Linked DNA regions of Gossypium hirsutum: region 1 is linked to region 2. A link is a contact called in public Hi-C data. All regions are on one chromosome and are shown on one strand. Each heading gives the region's core, a stretch centred on a gene start, on an enhancer-like site or on the middle of the called end of the contact. The rest is flanking DNA. Distances are from core to core; before and after follow the strand shown.

Region 1 (2,700 bases), core at 85-2,584, 370 kb before region 2:
CTTGACTAAACAACAGAATTCAACAATTAAAACTAAAAGAGGTCAAACTCACAAATCATGAACTGCATAGAACTCATTGTCATTTACCTGAAGTTCATACCCAATCTCTTTCAATGCGGTTGCAATGGTCACCATTAGCAATTGTTGTGGGTGAGCCAATAGATCAGCAAACACCTTCATTTTGAAGTAAAACAGCACTATAAATATCAGCATGCAGCAAAAGATCCAACAACAAAAACTGACCCCCTTAAAAATGTATCCATTGATTGAATCAACAAAAGTAAGAGACAATTTTAACTAACCAATGCAAGCTGAGGTTTTCTATAATGGAAACGGTGTTGACTCCGGTTGAAACCAGATGAAGAATCCAAATTGACTAGTTTATTTTCTCTCTGAAACTTCTCTAATAGCTTGCACGGTTCCAATCTGATATCTTCACCAAAATCTAGCCCACCCATCTCTTTCAAATAACTCAATTCTCCAAATACCGAATCTTTATCATCCAAGAAGGAACCTTGAGATTTGTCCATTACTGAACCGGGCAAAAACATTTGGAAAAACACAACAAAGAAGAGGAAAACAGCAACGGTGCAAATCCATTGGAGATAATCTAGCTTCTTGAAGAGCAAAAGCCGAGAAAATCTCGATCTGGGTCGGCTCGAAAACGGGTTCCTTTCGTTCCTACTACCGGCTCTCTTCAACGAGATCCCGTTTTCTAAGGAACCCATTTACATTCTCATCCAAAAAAAAAAAAACTTAGCTCTTGAAACGCAAAAAGAAAACTCAGTCTAAAATAACTAGAACAAATAAACGAAACACACCCAACAAAGCAAAGCAAAGCAAAGACTAGAAAGTGGGATGTATTAAAGTTTATTTATTACAGAAAGAGGAAGCTTGTGATATGGCAACAATAGCATTTAGATGGATTTTGAATGGATCATTGAATTGTCAAAGATGAATAGAGTGACATACACAATAATTGACAGACGGCACGAGATTTTTTTGGGGGGGGGGCGGGGGAATTTACAGATTTTTACTACGAAGGGAAAGCAAAAGAGTAATAGATTAGTAAAAAAAAACACAAAACGTAAGATCAGATCAGTAGAATTTGGCTGCGAGCTGTAATCTCTTCGGTCGAGAATCTTATAATATTATTATTCCCCTTTATTTTAGCGTGTTCTGTCTTTAATTATTATTTTTTCTTTAGCCTTAAATAACTTTTTATTTATGTTTTTAGCTTTAAATAATTAAGATATTCCTGCCACGTTTTTATAATATATTTTAATTTCAGTAAAATTATCGGCATGGGGCTGCTGTTAATTATTTATTTTTCCTTCTGACCAATAAAAATAAAATCAGTATGAGAGATGACAGATGACAGATGATAGATGATAGATTCTTGTTTATCGCTTTTTATTGAGACCAGTTAGTTTATTAATGACAGAAAAACAATATATCTGTTTTCAGGAATAGTTGGCCGACACTTTTTTTATGGTACTAATATATTCTATCTGCCACCCATTCCAGGCAGGCGTTTGTAGTCCAACGGTAAGGATAATTGCCTTCCAAGCAATAGACCCGGGTTCGACTCCCGGCAAACGCATGTGATATTTTCTTTGCTTTTTGTGAGAGCATTTTTTATGCATAATATAGCAATCAGATCCTGTGTCAGCATTGGATTTTTAGCAAAGCTATCAAAGAATAGATGTTAGCTGAGACAGATATTATAACAGCAAAGAATATATATTGTATTTGCATAATGTTAAGTAAAAACATTGTGACAAAAATTTGATTGATTGATCAAGTCTTTTCTGGAAACAAAAGTTTATAGTGAATTTCAACAGAATATTTGGACTTTGCCCTGTTTGAACACTATTTAAATTTAAAAATTTTGCTGAAGAACTGAGCATTCTTAGCTGCTAAAGGTCCACATCCATCTGCAGTGTCTTCTGCTAATGATCAATGCCTATCCGAGAGCATCGAAGCAGATGGTTTTGTGAAGAAGATTATCAAACTGGATGTTCCACCTCTTAGGACGGTTTTTGAGGATGTAATTGGTTATGCAGAACGCAATCAGATGGTATTCCAGCTTTTTCATAATCTGCCTAGAGGGGAGTCAAGGGCATGATCATCAACAAACCAAAGGCCATAATCTTGGAAGCGCTTGATCTTCTTTTCAAAGCCGATGATGTAATTATTATGAATTATGACGTGCAATCCCTTGGTTTGCTGCACCCATGTCTGGTTCTTGAAGTATAATCCTCCTGTTGGGAATGCTGCCTGAGGAAGCAGGTAGAGATCCACCTGCAGAACATATTATTAATGTATGATTATCAGAAAATCAAATCTTAATACCACAAATTTTAATAATATATCACACACCATCTATTATGAATATTAAAGACAGAGAGCGAGAGAGAAAAAGGGCTCGTAGAACCACAAATCTAACACCCCAGAGACTTTACATACCCAAACCAAGAGCAACACTTTGCAATGGACCAGAAATGCAAGTAGGACTTTCTAAATATTGGATTGGATTAACAATAGATGTTCCTTTAGCATTATGGTAAGCCGATTTCCAAGTTCCCGATTAACAAAATATGCAATTACACACTACTGAGAATTCATTTGAATATGAATGCACTAAGTGCAGCGCTGATCAAAGGATGTACATGTATTAGCAAAGTTTTTTCAAATTAT
Region 2 (2,700 bases), core at 49-2,548:
ACTTGATTGATAGAATATCCAAAAAAATTTAGGAACTAGCTAGGTAGAAATGAATAAGTTCAGGGGCCCAGTTTTATATTATCCCTATTATAAAAGAAAAGCAACCAATTATGTAAAATTAAAATAGGTACTAAATATCCAATTTAAACTTAGTAGAGGGATGGAGACCACAATTTGACCTTAAAAATAATGAAAATGGAAGAGTTTAACGTCGTGTTTACCATCTTAAGGTGTGGATGAGGCAGTTAGGCATATCATCACCGTCGAGCTGTTTCATGGTGATTCCTTTACACTTAACGGTAACCCCCAACATGCCAGTCTTCAACCCCGCCACACCCACTCCAACTTTCGTCCGAGCCGCCACGTTCACCGCCAAACTCTTCGATTTGTACCCACTCAGAAGCCTATTCGCCAACGTATTATCCACCTGCTTGTTGCTCGCCTTCGTCTCCACTTTCAAGCTAGTCGTGTTTTGTTTCCTCGACGTGAACTTGGGCACCTTCGCCGTCCCGAGCTCAGTCTCGTCCTCGCCTTCTCCGACGCTGATGTCGACCGCCGTATCGCCGTAATAATACGTCATCTTCCCGTTGGGATTCCTCACTTCCATTACCGTCATCGTCGTGGCGTCGAGGTAGGTACCGTCGGGTGTTTCTGTGACGTTGAAGCGGGGGATTTGGAATGACCGGACGTGGAAGCGTGGTAATTTGGGGTTGACCGAAAAGTAGAAAACGGCGGCGAAGATGATGATCAGGGCAATCAAGATCGAGAAAGAGATGCAGAAACAGCAGCAACAAACACTGCCCTTCTTTTTCTTGGGCCGGAAAGATGGCGGAAGAACCGGCTTTCGCGGCGGCGGTTTAAACCCAGCGGGCGAGTTAGGGTCATTGTATCCGGGTGGCTTGTTGAGGGCCGATGGAAATGGAGCGTCGGACATCGCTTGTATGTAAAAAATGATTCTATCGTGGACTTGGATTAAAAAAGAAAATAAAAAGGTGGCTTATTTACGTACAATTATCTGTCATTGTAAGTGAGAATTAAATTGCTTTGAAAATTGAAAAGAAGACAGAGCAAGCAAAAGGAGAAGAATGTGAAGGATGTTGGTACTTGTTTCAGTTACTTGGTTTGGATCTATTTAAACAAGTTATTAAATGGCCCCACCCAAACACTTGTACATATGCATGTCAACAACAAATGTAATTCATATCAAACAATTAACTTCAATTTCTTCTATTGCTTTTCAGATTTCAGTCATAGAGTCTAAACTATATCTGTCCATGGGCCGGGTTTGGGCCGGGCCCGGAAAAAATTTTGGCCCGACTCTTAGGCCCGGCCCGGCCCGACCCGACCCACCCGATTTTTAATAAACACAAAAAAAATATTTTAAAAATAAAAAAAATAAAAAATATATATTTAAAGTATTTTAAAATTAAAAAATAAAAAAAAAATATTTATTATATTCGGGCCGGGTCGGGCCGGGCTTGGGCCAAAAAAGTTGAGTCCGAGCCCGGCCCATTTTTTAAACGGCCTCATTTTTTTGCCCAAGCCCATATTTCGGGCCTATATTTTTACCCGAACCCTCCCATATTTTGGGCGGGCCGTCGGGCTGGGCCGCCTGGCCCATGGATAGGTCTAGTCTAAACGGTAGCAATTAAAAATTCTGTTAAACTCTATGTACTTCTATATTATGCATACATTTATAGATATAATCTGTAATATCCCAAAAATCGGGTTAGAAAAAATTAGGTTTATGAAATCAAGAGTGGTTACATCTTAATTTTGAGTTAGGATTGTGAAAATGTTATTATGTAAATTGATCTGGTTTAGTGATTAAGTATTTAGTTGTGTGCTTGAGGTCTTGTGTTCAAATCATTTTCTTTGGAATTTTTGTTCCTATCTCTATCTTTAGATATTTGACTTAAATTTAATTCCCGCACAAGTTTTGAAAAGAATAAGTTTGTTGATTTAGTGGTAAGGTTTTTCTCGCGTATGTTTTAAACTCTGGGAAAAATCTGATGTGGATAATGATAGGAGTTAGTGGGGTAGTTGTAAAAAAATAGTGGTGACGTATTTTCCCCTAAATTTTCTCCCTCAACCGTCCAACTCTCCACTCTCCACTCTCCCTTCACTCTTCGCGTTTTTTTTTTGTGTTTTTGTATCAATTTCATGTTTTTTCCTTTTTTTCTTTGTTAATTTCTTCTTCTGTCGCCCTCCCTATTTCATTTAGCTTTTTTCTTTGATCTTCCTTCTTGTTCTTGTTATTCTCGATTTTGTTGCCTCTTTGCCAATTAATTTATGACGACTGTGTGTGGTAAGTATTTCAGAATTAGATTTGTAAGTTCGTCGTGGGTAATTCTTCGTATGTTTGCTTTGAGTGTTTTATATCGTTGTGACGTTGAAATTAACGGTTATTTTGTAATGTTGGTTAGGCGGGGAACGTGAATTTTTGGATCCTCCAGTGAATTGAACTTCTATTGGCTATTGTTTTGCAAAAGGTAAGTGATGAAAGTGTTAATTAAGGGCTAGTTTTGTTAGTTCGTATTAATGGATTGGTTGCGTTCGAGTTAGTGGACGGATTTAGTGCGAGACTTGCTTATTAATTCTTTTTGGAATGGCGATTTAGGTATTGGAATTTTCACGATTGCGTTCACATCGAAAAATGACTAGGCGTGTAATGAAAAACTCGAAAAAAATAGCGAACAG

The links. Hi-C and Micro-C count contacts between places; a contact is called where the count stands out from the background.
Region 1: a contact with region 2 is called in a Hi-C map of leaf, with 2.3 times the contacts expected there. The contact joins the promoter of LOC107900924 here to the promoter of LOC107900936 in region 2. A contact is called at or near these places in 2 of 34 Hi-C or Micro-C datasets (callus and leaf).

What each region holds. Positions count from the first base shown.
Region 1 is chrD08:50,141,464-50,144,163 of Gossypium_hirsutum_v2.1, reverse strand. It overlaps LOC107900924, which reads right to left and starts at 1,334. Exons shown (of 14, transcript XM_041098271.1): 1 at 303-1,334; 2 at 88-174. The coding sequence starts at 728. LOC107900926 (UDP-D-xylose:L-fucose alpha-1,3-D-xylosyltransferase MGP4) reads right to left here. Exons shown (of 4, transcript XM_016826709.2): 4 at 1,779-2,304. The coding sequence ends at 2,095. TRNAG-UCC (transfer RNA glycine (anticodon UCC)) reads left to right here and starts at 1,532; the gene lies at 1,532-1,603.
Region 2 is chrD08:49,774,094-49,776,793 of Gossypium_hirsutum_v2.1, reverse strand. It overlaps LOC107900936 (NDR1/HIN1-like protein 6), which reads right to left and starts at 1,298. Exons shown (of 2, transcript XM_016826727.2): 1 at 222-1,298. The coding sequence starts at 934.